Regions from separate parts of the Mus musculus genome. Here all the other regions are linked to region 1. A link is a contact called in public ChIA-PET and promoter capture Hi-C data. All regions are on one chromosome and are shown on one strand. The core of a region is the stretch at or near the end of the contact, and the rest is flanking DNA. Distances in the headings are between cores, read along the strand shown.

Region 1 (3,229 bases), core at 432-2,931:
AACTAAGACAGTGACAAACCTCGAACACTCAGCTCTAAATGTGGTGCCTCCCATCAAACCCTTCCCCTCAGGGCTTAGGGACCCCACACCCCAAAGAGGAGGTGGAAAGAGTGTAAGAGCCACAGGGGATGAAGGACACTAAAAAACAAGACCCTCTACATGAACTCAACAAAGCTCATAGGAACTCATGAGAGGCTGGGGCTTCATGCCCAGGGCCCACGCAGGAGTTCAACAGGTCCTCCACTAAGTTACAGCTTCCAGTTTAGTGTTTTTATGGGATCCCTGAGGATTCAAACAAGCAGGTCTCTGACTCGTATGTCTTCTCTTGGTGTCTTTGCTGTTTGTCTTGTCCAATTTTGATTTGATGGTTTTATTTAGCTTATATTTTATTTTGTTCGATTTTATTATAACCCCTTAGAAGCCTGTTTGTTTTCTAATTGAGACAGAAAGGGAGTGGATTCGGATGGGAAGGGAGGTGGGGAGGAACTGGAAGGGGTGGAGGAAGTGGATACCACAGTCGGAATATATTATGTGAAGAGAAAAAGATGTATTTTCAACAAAATAATTCAACAGCACCAGCTACTTTTCCAGAGGACGCAAATTCAGCTCCTAGCACACTCCCTCCCACCAGGCAGCTCACAGGCGGCTGCAACTCCGGCTCCAAATAACGCACACACATAAACAAAAATAAATCTTGACTTAATCCCAGCACTTGGCAGAGGCCAACAGATCCCTGAGTTCCAGGCCAGAAAGGGCTACATAGCGAGAGACCCTCCCCCTCCCCACTACTCCAGTTCTTTAAAAAAGAAAAAAAAAAAAAGAAAAAAAGAAAAAAAAGTTACTAAAAACAAAACAGTTCTGTGTTTCTAAGGAATGGTTACATAAGGGAATTTGCGTCCAATCGTGTACCAAAGCTTATAAATACTTGAGTTGTCTGAATTTTGGTGAACAGCTGTCCATTTTTAATAAATAAGATTTAAAGTTCTAGTTTGATCTGCCCCGCCAAAAAAAAAAAGCCAAAGCCAAAGGTGAAAAGCCAAAGCCAGAGGTGGTGCCCAGCAAATCGACGGGCGGCGAGCGATGTGGCCCCGCAGGTCCCGGGTGGGGCGGGTCCCCCGAAGCCCGGAGGAACCCCGGCGGGGGCTGCTTTTTAACTGACGAGGTCAGAAAGCCTTGAAGGGTTGGTGGATGCTCCTGACGAGGAGACGGGCGGATGGAAAGGGGCGGCCCGGGAAGGCTTGGGGACCAATGGCGGGACGAGTCCTCCCCGAACCTGAGGGCTCAACCGCCCACACCGAGAGTGAGGGGCCAAGAGGCCGCGCCTCAGGGCGGGGAGAGGGGCAGTGCCAACAACGCCTGGGCACCTCTGCAGCCCAACAGTCGCCCACGCGCAAAGTGGTCCCTTCAGCATCACCACCCTCTCGAGCCGCGCTGGAAACCCCTCTGCCTGCCACACAACCCCAGAGAGGACTTTGCCAACCCGAGCTTCCCTTACCTGCGGCCTCCAGCCTCGACCGAACACCTGCGGCACCCCACGCTGACAAGCTGGAACCCCCGCGGCGGTCTGGGCGCACCCACCCGGATGCATAAAAGCCGTAGCCACTTCCGGCCCAGTGGCTGGCCAGGAGGATACAACCCCCGTGGTGTGTGCCTATGGGCCGCGCCATTTTGTACGGAAGCCGCTAGGGCAGCATTTCCTCCCCAGGTTCTCGGTTAAAGGATGGGGAAGGAGGGTTATAATTGCGAAGACTTAATGTCTTCAGAAAAGTGGTGTTTTCTGAGATGCCGCTTCGTCTTTTGGTTTTGGCTTTGAAGGAAGAAGCCTATTGAACTTTCGCTCACAAATGCAACACAGGACATTTTTTCTCTTTTACCCAGGGTAGCGTTTCTCCACTACATTAATTTTCTTATTTTTTTTCCATTTTTTTATTAGGTATTTAGCTCATTTACATTTCCAATGCTATACCAAAAGTCCCCCATACCCACCCACCCCCATTAATTTTCTTATATTCGAGCGGGAAAATAAGGAAACTGTTTACAGAATGTGCTCTTCATTCGCGTTATATATTATAGCCATTAATCTCTCTCTCTCTCTCTCTCTCTCTCTCTCTCTCTCTCTCTCTCTCTCTCTCTCTCTCTCTCTCTCTCTCTCCCTCTCTCTCTCTCTCTCTCTCTCTCTCTCTCTCTCTCTCTCTCTCTCCCCTCTCCCCATCTCCCTCTCTCTCCCTCCCTCTCCCTCTCTCCCTCTCCCCTCTCGTACATGTCTGAAGATGCCAGAAGAGGGCGTTGAGCCCCTGGAAAAGATTTATAGAGCCGGCGTGGATTTCTGAGTTCGAGGCCAGCCTGGTCTACAGAGTGAGTTCCAGAACAGCCAGAGCTACACAGAGAAACCCTGTCTCAAAAAACCAAAAAAAAAAAAAAGAAAGAAAGAAAAGAAAAGGAAAAAAAATTATAGAAAGTGTTGAGCTATTGTGTGGGGGCTGTTAATTGAACCTGGGTCCTCCAGAAGAGCAACCAGTGCTCTTTACTGTTGTCATCTCTCCTGGTCCCTATATCCTCATAACAACCACAATATTGTCTATATATGAAACCATTCATTCAGGATTGATTTTTTTTTTAAGGGGGTTAAAGCAGGGTGTTGTGTAGCACAATCTGGCTCTCAACTCTCAAAATGTGAGCAAAGGTGACCTTAGATTCCTGATCTTCCAGCTTCCATCTCCCAAGTGTTAGGATTACAGGCAGGCTTGGGCCACCACACCCCGTTTATGCAGTGGTGGGGATCTAGACCTCAGGCTACAATGATAAATTTGAGGTAAGCCTGGGTTACACGAAACGCTATCTCAAAAAGGAAGGAGTTTTGTTTTGTTTATAAATTTTCATCTTTTTCTGTCCACTCAAGAAGCTTAGAGGCTGGTTGGAAACATCCACAGTAGCACTTGAGCACACACACATACAATGTGAGAAGTGAGAGGACATCTTTTGAAGATACAGAAATTTGAGGGAAATGCCCATAATAATTTTAGAACTCTATAAAATCCTCTCAGACATGGTGCTATTCTCACACATCACACAAAGGGATAAGTCACTGAACAACCCACAGGTTAAATATGAATTCTCTTTGTTTTGGAGGAAATCACTAAGGGATTGAGGTGAAGATGACAAGGAGACAAGAAACTCTAAGACTTTATACAAAGTAAGTGGTACATGCCTATAATCCCAACACTTTATA
Region 2 (3,229 bases), core at 526-3,025, 250 kb after region 1:
ATTCTGTGTAATATTTGAAATGTAACTCTGCGGGGGTGGGGAGACACCTGGCGGGCCCATGCCAAGATGCCCTCCTGAGAAATCACAACATGCAACAAACCTAATATAAGGGAGGCTTGGGAGAAGGAAAGGAAGAGAAGGGGTAGAGGCAGACAGACAGGAGCAGAGCCAATGGGGCAGATAATGGGGGACAAAGAACAGATGGGGGCGGGGGGGGGGACAGAGACAGGAAGACTGGCTGGGAACAGAAAAAGAAAAACATCTGGGCTGGTGAGCAGTCTTTTCATTCTCACCCATGCCTGGCAGCAGCAGGTAAAGACGGCAGGTGATGATGTAAGCTGATGATGTAAGCCAATGACATAAGCTTGCTAGGTTCCTGGGAGGAGCCTAGCGGAAGTTCCTGTAAGCCAACATTCCTCCTTTCTTATTTAATTAAAAATGAGTAGCTAGGAGGGGGTAACGGTGGGGCAGGAGTGAGGTTGTCCTGTTCTCTAGATTACTTCCTGATGACTGGGGGTGACAATGGCTTTGGGGACCCTAAGAAAATTGGAGTGCTGGCTGCTTCACTGCTGTTCAGGATCCATGAGAATATCTGCAGCTGGGAAAGTGCAGGCCCCGTTGAAGTATCTGCCAGGGTAGACTGAGCACCTGTGAGTAGCTGCCCTGGAGCCGTCCTGGATGCAGATGCTGAGTAAACACCTGGACCTGGCAGGACGATGGGGCAGACATATATACTAAGGGCAGAGGATAAGTTAATGTGACCATATGGAACAACCACACTAAGAGTGACTATGGATTCTGCTGAGTGGGTGGCCACCTTCCCTGGTCCCTTCACGTGGCTTATACGCTGAGGATGGCCCAAGCCTGTTGAAGGCCTTTCGTAGAACAACTGTTAAGAAAGTGTGGGGCGAGGACCCTGGAAGCCACTGAGGCCTGGGGTGCGTGCCTCAGAGACTACGGTGGCCCATGAGGAGACTGACCATCTGCCTGTCTTCCCTTTGTATTAGACGTTCACAGCCTGGTGCAACTCCCACCTGCGCAAAGCGGGGACACAGATCGAGAACATCGAAGAGGACTTCCGAGATGGCCTGAAGCTCATGCTGCTCCTGGAGGTCATCTCAGGTGAGCCGGCCCCAGCCCAGGACCCGGTGGTATCTCTGGGTTCTGTCCACGTTCACACTGGCCTCCCTGGGCACCAGGCACACATGTGGTGCATTCGCATACATGCAAGCAAAATTCTCATATAATAAAAAATACAAAAAAAAAGAGAATTAATTAAGATCATAACTTCTAATTAAGAAACATCATCACGATTAATAAAGTAGCACACACCACTTACTCTCATTCCTTGGAGGGATTACCCTAATGACCTTAGCCCTGTCTTATGACTTGGAGAATCACCATGCTGCAGCCAGCCAAGCTTCCAGGACCTGAACCACTAGGGGACAAACCACATCCAAATAATAGCATTGTGCATGTCCTCTTGGGTGCTCAAAGCAGTAGCTGGCCCTCTGTTTTTGCTGCACACTTCATCTTATCTTAAACCAAGCCTGGGACCACAGACTGCTCTGCTCTACCTTTCTTTCCAACTTGACGTTTGCATTCTTGGCTGTCTGTTTCCTTCTTTCATGATCCCCTTCGAGCCTTTTGTCCTGTGGGCTTCTGGTGACTCCCACCTAGAGGAAACCTTGGGAAGGCCGGGAAGGCCTTAGGTTCTGTCTCCTCCCTGTCTCCTCCTCCCTGAAGTCCCGCTTTGTGAAGCCGCCCCAGGCCTAAGATCCTCTGACAGCCCAAATATGGTCACGTTGTTCCCTCGCTTGGAAGGCTTTTGTGCCTCCCCGAGGGCTTCCAGTCTGGGCCTCGCATTCCTTTGCAGAGCCCTTAGGATCATTTGAGAGCTGGCACCTGCTTTGTTTCCAACCGACTCTTCCCAAAAAGGTAGCGGACCTCAGGCCCTCTGCCACGGCTCCCCAGATGACATGCCATCCTGTTCCCTGTGTTTGCGTGACTTCGACAGATTCAGTTCTTTAAAAACAACTTTTCATATTTCCTTTAAAGTGAAACCTGAGCAGGGCAAAATATACACAATGGAAAACATAATCATTTTGGCTTTTTTTTTAAAGGGGAGGGATTATTTATTTTGGCTCGTGGCTTCACACGCGTCAGCCTGTTGTGGCAGGGAGGATGTGGTAGAGCGGCTCAGTGGGCATCATGACAGCAAGAGGCCAAGAAACGGGTGTGTGAAGAGGCCAGAGAGGTCCCCCCCCCCCGCCCCCGGTGATATTCTTCCTCCAAGAGCCCTGCCTTTTGCCTTCACTGACTTTTAATGATGCCATCATATTATGAATCTGTCAAGGCATTAACCTGTTGATTGGGTCGGATCCCTAATGATGTAATTATCTCTGAGAACACCCAGGCTTGTACTTGACTAATCTTGGCATCTCTTAATCCATTCAAGTCAACACTTAAGACTGAGCATCACAGGCTGCCTCTTGTCAACTTGATACCGGAACACGTCACTTTAAATCATAACATTCTACCCCTGGACCCCAGAAGACTGCATTCAATTTATCTCCATGAGTTCCCATGGACTTGGCAATTCCAACATTGTTCAGAAATCTAAGCCCAGAGTCTCTACTGAGACTCAAGGCAATCCCTTAGTTGTGAACCCCTGCAATAAATACCTCTAACATACCGTGGCACTAATGAGAGAGCTGGGGGCATAAGAAGGGAGAATAGTACTGAAATAAGACCAGAACTCAGCCTGGCGTGGTGGTGCACGTCTTTAATCCCAGCACTCGGGAGGCAGAGGCAGGCAGATTTCTGAGTTCAAGGCCAGCCTGGTCTACAAAGTGAGTTCCAGGATAGCCAGGGCTATAACCTGTCTCAAAAAACAAACAAACAAACAAACAAACAAACCCCCAAAACAAAAAACAAAACAGAACTCAAGAGTGAAGATTGTAGCCGGCACAACCATGTCCAATCCTGGGGAGGTATGGTGGTATGATGTGAGCTTCAGTGGTCTTGGGTAGCCCTTCCTTCCTCGTGGTTTTTCTCTTGTGTTGGCTGCATCCACTGCCTGAGGCTTTCATTAGCAGACATTCCATATTCCCAGCATGTTCAGCATCCGTGGGGTTTCCATTATAGCGTAGGCTTCACCCCAACAGAGCTCTTTGTAGGTAATTCAACCGTGTTATACATTTCCCTGCCTCCCGGGCCTTCCTTTGAA
Region 3 (3,229 bases), core at 188-2,687, 200 kb after region 1:
GGCTTTTCTATTTGGGAATGATTTAAAGTGTACAGTGGCTGTAAGTAGGTTACATATCAATCAATTTTGTGCTGTTCTATACATGTGAGGCATAAGCTCTTGCAGATTCTGGTATCTGCAGTGGTTCTGAAATGAGTCCCGAGTATTAAGGGATGCCTGTATAAATTAAGCCCTACTGGTACAAGAGGGATGTATCTGTTGTCCACACCAGAATGCAAAACCAACTGCAGGTTTCCTTGTTACTGATTTTCATACTCAGAGTCCCTCAAAAGACCACTAGGAATCCGGGCGGCTTCTTCCCAGAATGCAACAGTGCTGGACCAACACATTTCCACCCTCCTTTACTGAGCCCAGGGAGTACCGCTAGCACCAAGCAGTTTAGTTAGTCTTGCGCTGTTTCTTCCTCCTCCAAGGATAATAAGGTTTTGTCAGGCACAAGGTTACACACAAAATGGGCCTGTAGAGTCCATGCTGGTTAAGTCTCTTGTCTAGCTCTGCTCTTTGAGTCTCAGTTTCTCCATCTATTAGGTGTATGCATCTGCTAGGTTTATGATACAGGTAGACCATTTTAGGGCTCTTCCTAGTTTCAGCAAAGTGTAGGTAGGGAAGCTGTAAAAGTGGGGAAGGAGGAAACTAGTCTCCAGAAGGTAGCTTCAGCTGTGTTAGTCCACCGGGGAATACCTGCCAAGGAACCTGGGAAGCCGGACAGCCAAGCTGCCACACAAGAAGTCCGCAGCGGGCCAGTGCACGGAACCCTAGAGAAGTACCCAAGGATCCTTGGCGAGGCGGGAAACTCAGTGGGCTGAGAAATGCCAGCTAGCCACAAATCTGGCTCTAGAAGGACAGGGATCAGCCTGGTCCCGAGGGGCGGGGCGGGAGCAGTGGTGGAATCAGGAAATTCCTTTCTACTGTGGGCCCTCCCAACCCCTTTCCAGGGTGCCGACTTGTCCCAACCTAGTTTCCCCGAGAAAGAGAAAACGAAATATGCCTTGGGTTTCCCCGCGCCCTGCTGGGGTTTGTAGCTTGCGTGGGACCGCAGGAACACCGGTGCGCCGGAGTTCTGGGCCTTCCCGCCGGCAGGGAACGGGACCAATCCTCAGCGACTCCTCGGGCTCCGGAGCACAGTGCCATTTGGTCCCCGAGCTCTGGGAGGCGTCCCCAGGCTCCACTCCGGTTCAGCTTAAGGTGGTGTCACATGAGCTGCGGGGGAGTGGGAACCCAGGGAGTGGGCGGTGGCGTGCGCGCCCGGAGGGGGCCGCCCAGTCCACCTATATGCACAGAGACCCGCCTGACGGATGCCAGGAATTCCCAATGAGAGGCGCTGGGGGGAAGTTTGGGCAACTCGGCCTGGCCAATGGAGAACCTCGGGAGGGCTCTGCCCCTTCTCCCCGCCCCCGCCCGCCTCTGCTCCCGCAGCGCGAGTGTTCACTGAGAGCAGTGTGCGTGGAGATTAGGTCCGAGCGCGCGCCCCAGGAAGGCAGTCCGCGAGCTCCAGCCGCCGCCGGCAGCAGCAGCCTCTGCGAACAGAGCCGCGGCGGAAGCGGGCGCAGGGGAGCGAGCCCGGCCCCGCCAGCCCAGCCCAGCCCAGCCCGGCCCAGCCCAGCCCAGCCCAGCCCTGCCGACACCCTCCCCACACCCGGGCAGCAGCCGCCGTCGCCTGGAGAGAAGGTGGAGGAAGAAATCCAGCTCCTAGCACGCACGCACCATCATGGACCATTATGATTCCCAGCAGACCAACGACTACATGCAGCCTGAAGAGGACTGGGATCGGGACCTGCTCCTGGATCCGGCCTGGGAGAAGCAGCAGAGGAAGGTTAGCAGCCACCCCCACCCGCTACAGCCCTGAGCCCTGATCCGCTCTGGCCGCTGCACTCCTGGGCTCCGGGTTGGAAACCAATTCCCGGCGCGCAAGAGCGGAGGCGGGGACATCGCGGCCACTGCGAGGTGGGGTATTGAGTTACAGGCACCGGGCGGGAGAGCGGAGCACCCCTGCCCTGGAGCCCGCGAACAGTTCGCCGCGGCGCGGGGAGGTGGCGCCGCCGGAGGGCAAATCGCCTCAGAGCGGGTGGTCCGGGCCACCCCGGTGCAGCCGAAACTGTCTCCCCGTGGGCAAGGCGCGGGGGCGATGCTCCAGAGGCTGGGGCTGAGACTTAGGCTCCATGGCTGCTTACTCGGGATCGATTTTCTCCTTCCTTCTTTTTCCTGGCGCCTCCATATGGCGTGCGGTGGCAGCACGCTTCCTGGGCCGCCCCTGGGGCTCTGTACCATAGGGGCAAGCTGCCCCGACTACTGCGCCCCGAGCTGGGTCTGCAGACAGTGGGCAGAGCCGGTGTCGGAGGGTTTGGCGACCTCCTCGGGATCTACCTGGAAGTGGACGTTCCGGAGTGCGGCTGGAGCTGAGAATCGGGGGTCGTTCGCGGGCTCCTCAGGGCCTTGTGGGGGCGGGGTCAGGACGGTGAACGGTTTTATTGCTAACTCAGTGAACTGGTGGCTGCAAACCCTCACATCTGTGTTCTGCCCGGTTCTTTTGCTGGCGAAACGCGAGTTTGAGTAGCTTGGCTCTAGTTGGGCTCCTGGTGGAGAGACAGTCTCAGGAGATATTTGGGGTTGTTCTCCGAGGATCCACGGCCCTGTATCCTAGTCGCCATCAGCAAGGTTCGGGATATGCTGCCCCGTCTGAGCTGAGAAATTGGCGATGGGTCCGGAGCGTAATGGCTATAGGCAGGAAGAGGTCAGAAACCTCTCTTGCTTGGGGAGGGGGAGACATTAACCCTGTCACGGCTTCCTGCCTGAGCAGAGAGCGCGTTCCTTAGGCGGCCACGTACCCTGACCCCCCAACACCCAACTCCCGTTCAGTCCCCCCCCCCCCACTTCGTGATCTGGGAATGGGGGGGGGGGTGTACAGGATGGCGCGTCCCTCTGGATAGTGCGGTTAGGGCTGGGCTTGAGGGAGAATGCTCATGTCCAAAAATGGTAACATTCATTCCCTTTTTTAAACTTAAAAGGGGGGGAGTTTAGTGAGCCGGCTGAAGGTTTTTTTTTTCCCCCAGCTAAAGGCATCCTGTATTAGCTCACTCAGGAATCCTAAGCCCTGAAACGGTGCCCTTTTGCTCACTTCATCAGACCAGCAGAGGTAATTTAAAACACACCACAATGGGCTTCCTTAAACAGGCAACCTGGGGCCCTGCCCCTGTCTCTTACTGCAACAGCAACTTAAGAGCGTCTCTTG
Region 4 (3,229 bases), core at 248-2,747, 130 kb after region 1:
TGTGTGTGTGTGTGTGTGTGTGTAAGAGAGAACCAACATAGGATCTGTATGCATGTGTATATGTAAAAAAGAATGATGTACATTAAGGCACATATCTGAGGATGACATGATAACACAAGTATTCCTGTCGTTGGCACCTCTCTTTGTTGTTGTGCTTGCTGGCTTGACATCCATGTGCACGCCCCACAAGAAGGCTTTTTGGATGTCAGTCCATCAGAAATATGGATAGTCAAGGTCCTCCAGAGAAAGAATACTGTTTGACAGCAAGTCTCAGCCTACAAGCACTGGAAGAGAGTAGATCTCCCCATTACCATAGACATTGCAAAGCTTGCTTTGGAGCCTTTGGGGAGACCTCTTAGACCTTTGACCCTTTGTAGTGCCACCCCTAAGAGCTGGAAGCTTAAAAGCCAGACATGGCTGATAGAGATCTCATAGATCCTTGCTCACAACAAGCTTATAAAGGTTGAGATAAGGGGTGGCAAATGTTATTAAACTAAAATTTTAATATAATAATACTAGAAAAAGACCTAGACCTTAAGAAGTGAGACACCAAAGCTCTCTGGGCTTCTGAGGTCAAGTTCTTAGACCTGGTGCTGGGCCATCCCTAAGAACCTGGGAAGGAGGGAGCCATGGAAAACCGCTGCATGTGCCAAAGAAGAGTTAACCAGTTTTCTATGCAGGGTTGATTGAGAGGGGTGTGTGTGTGTGTGTGTGTGTGTGTGTGTGTGAGAGAGAGAGAGAGAGAGAGAAGGAGAGAGAGAGAGAGAAAGGGAGGGAGGGAGGAGAGAGAAGGGGAGGGGAGAGGAGAGAAGAGAAAGAAGAGAAGAGAGAATATCTTAGTATCTCATCCAAAAAGGCTAAACCATAAAAACCAGCAAGGAAGTCTGATAGATCAATAGATCAAGGAAGGAAAGCTCACATCTGCTGCCTGCAGTGGTAAAGGAGCTGAATTAGTGATGTGGGAGCATGGCCGCGGTTCTTAGGGCAGAGAAATGTGAGAGGTGAGCGGTTTGCATTACTGGTGGAAAAGAGGCAATGGAATTACACTTAAAGGTGAAATGGTTTCCAGTAAAGCACATCTGCCTGAAGAGAGGTCAGAACACAGTGTCATACAGCAGACAAAGCACCAAGCAGGCGGGACCTTAAGAGCTGACCCTACAAGAGAGGGGGAGAGCCCTCACCAGCCTCTTCTGTCCCATTTCAAAGGTGGAGTTTCAGTTGCTGATCACTAAGGCTGGTGCTCCCAACTGATCTCACTGCTTCCTGAATGTGGTCTCTGGGGCCTGGCTTCCTGCATGATTTCCTTATGGCCTCACTCTTATCAAGTGTGACTGGGGCTGGATCACAATGTACAGCAATAGTAAGGGATTGCAAATGGTCACACGGAGGCAGCTTGTGTCAGGTGGAGGCTTTGACAAAAGAAAAGAGTGACTTGAGTTTGGGACACCCTCCCCCTACACCCAAGAGCTTGCACCTCTGACCACATTCTCAGCTCTGGTTGGCTGTAAGAGAAAAGTCATCAACATGCTGAGGGGGAGGGGCAGGACATGGGGAAATACAAGGAACTAGAGAATAGGAACCTGATTGCTTCCGTTTACAAGCCCATGCCTGGGCTTGAGACTAAAAGACCCTTCAAGTTCAAGAAAGGACCTGATGGCTGCATGCAGTGACACATGCCTTTAATCCCAGCCACTTGGAGGCAAGAGGCAGGCAGAATTCTGATCTGGCCTACACATCAACTCTCTGGATAGCCAGGGCTACATAGAATGACCCTGTCCCTTCCTTCCTTCCTTCCTTCCTTCCTTCCTTCCTTCCTTCCTTCCTTCCTTCCTTCCTTCCTTCCTTCCTTCCTCCCTCCCTCCCTCCCTCCCTCTCTCTCTCTCTCCCTCCCTCTCTCTCTCTCTCTCTCTCTTTCTTTCTTAAGGAGCAAGGCCTGGTGAGGAAAGGAGTCTTCCTAGGTGCAAGCCCAAGCTTTACTCTGCTCTGGAACACTGAGTCTTCTCAAATGAGCCGGAATGAGCAGTGTGCAGCTCATGTCCTTTACGGTTTGGGGGGTGGGGGGTTGTGGCGCTGGGGATTAAACCCACTGAGAGAGATGGATCAGCACAAAAGGTGGACGCTGGCCTCAGCTCTGTCTTATTCCACACATCTGTCAGGAAAGAGTTGGCTGGCACAAAGGTCAGTCAGTGCCTGGATCACGGTTCCCCCAGCTTGAAGATCCCACGGAGAGACCTATGGAGATAGTCCAGTCAGCAGCTATGTCTACTGATCCCCCACCACCCGCCGCCCCTGCCCCCTGGTTTCAAGTCCAGTAGGCAAACACTTCCTAAGACTGGGAGATAAGTTACTCCTGAGGGGACTGTATGGACCTGCTAAACACTGCACTTTTAACCTCTCCTCCTCCGGGTGAGAAAAGTAAGTTCTTGGATTCCACTTGGAATGAAGGAAGGGTAGGCTGGGCTGATGCTGGTACGACATGGCAAGTGTGACTCTAGGATCTCCTATGCAAGAGTCAGACTTACCCTAAAGACTGAAATGGCTGGGAGGTCAGGTTTACAAAGCCAAGGGAGGTACACATCTGTACTCTCAGCACCTTCAGAAAGAAAGGAGGGAAGGAAGGAAGGAGGCAGAGGTAGGCAGATCTCTGAGTTTGAGGCCAGCCTGGTCTACAGAGTAAGTTCCAGGACAGCAAGGATTACACAGAAAAACCCTGTCTTAGGAGAGAGGAAAAAAAAAAAAAAAAGACAACCAAGCTATATTTTTGTTTTGGATTACTAGCTCATCTGTTCTAGTTGAAATTGGCCCTTACAACCATTAATGCAGTCGTAGATCATGTAGTCTCCTGCAGGGTTGGGACAGGCCTTGGCAGACAGGAAGGAATCAGGTCTCCACTCTCCTCAGGTTCTAGAGTTCCCACCTTCAAAATCTAGAAGATCTAGGCTCTAGAGGATAACGGCAAACTCCATACAGCCAGCTTAACTGGCTGGTCATGTGCTTAACTGGCTCAATACAATCTTAGCACAGAGAATAGCCAGACCAGAGAGGAGCATTATTAGTGCCTGTCAGTTCTTTTTACTACCCCTTCCTCCTAGAGCTTGTGAATAGATACTGGGTCTCCCCTCCCCCTCTCCTAGCCCCAACAGCAACTAGCTCAGATTGTAGAGAAGTTAGGTGAAGGCAAACTCTGCAGTTACAGGTGCTGTCTTCCTGTCCATCCTCATGGGGAGTG

Evidence for each region. ChIA-PET counts read pairs in DNA pulled down with a chosen protein or histone mark. Capture Hi-C pulls out chosen DNA fragments and counts their contacts.
Region 2: an RNA polymerase II ChIA-PET map of memory CD8 T cells shows a contact between it and region 1, with 22 read pairs. The contact joins the enhancer-like site here to the promoter of Exd2 in region 1. A contact is called at or near these places in 2 of 39 promoter capture datasets (cranial neural crest and embryonic stem cells), 1 of 15 datasets of contacts at CTCF or cohesin (large pre-B cells), 1 of 484 Hi-C or Micro-C datasets (granulocyte-monocyte progenitors), 4 of 115 datasets of contacts at active chromatin or transcription factors (embryonic basal ganglia, embryonic hindbrain, memory CD8 T cells and 1 more) and 1 of 9 other capture datasets (adipose tissue).
Region 3: a promoter capture Hi-C map of adipose tissue shows a contact between it and region 1. The contact joins the promoter of Actn1 here to the promoter of Exd2 in region 1. A contact is called at or near these places in 14 of 39 promoter capture datasets (the 3T3-L1 cell line, the C10 cell line, the SN4741 cell line and 8 more), 5 of 484 Hi-C or Micro-C datasets (brain, cerebellum, embryonic stem cells and 1 more), 6 of 115 datasets of contacts at active chromatin or transcription factors (the SCID.adh cell line, craniofacial prominence, embryonic stem cells and 3 more) and 3 of 9 other capture datasets (adipose tissue, macrophages and pancreatic islet).
Region 4: a contact with region 1 is called in an RNA polymerase II ChIA-PET map of memory CD8 T cells, with 14 read pairs. The contact joins the enhancer-like site here to the promoter of Exd2 in region 1. A contact is called at or near these places in 1 of 39 promoter capture datasets (macrophages), 3 of 115 datasets of contacts at active chromatin or transcription factors (effector CD8 T cells, memory CD8 T cells and microglia) and 2 of 9 other capture datasets (adipose tissue and liver).

What each region holds. Positions count from the first base shown.
Region 1 is chr12:80,461,547-80,464,775 of GRCm38.p6, reverse strand. It overlaps Exd2 (exonuclease 3'-5' domain containing 2), which reads right to left and starts at 1,681. Exons shown (of 9, transcript NM_133798.3): 1 at 1,496-1,681.
Region 2 is chr12:80,207,252-80,210,480 of GRCm38.p6, reverse strand. Actn1 (actinin, alpha 1) reads left to right here. Exons shown (of 21, transcript NM_134156.3): 2 at 1,008-1,122. Among named protein-coding and RNA genes, the nearest start is that of Actn1, 51 kb to the left of the region's middle. Within about 2 kb of position 1,775, at least 74 of the 459 cell types and tissues checked have an H3K27ac peak or open chromatin away from gene starts, as enhancers often do. A contact at or near this core is called in adipose tissue and memory CD8 T cells, where this site is marked.
Region 3 is chr12:80,258,571-80,261,799 of GRCm38.p6, reverse strand. Actn1 (actinin, alpha 1) reads left to right here and starts at 1,437. Exons shown (of 21, transcript NM_134156.3): 1 at 1,437-1,813. The coding sequence starts at 1,709.
Region 4 is chr12:80,330,024-80,333,252 of GRCm38.p6, reverse strand. No RefSeq gene overlaps it. Among named protein-coding and RNA genes, the nearest start is that of Mir1843a, 60 kb to the left of the region's middle. Within about 2 kb of position 1,497, at least 71 of the 459 cell types and tissues checked have an H3K27ac peak or open chromatin away from gene starts, as enhancers often do. A contact at or near this core is called in effector CD8 T cells and memory CD8 T cells, where this site is marked.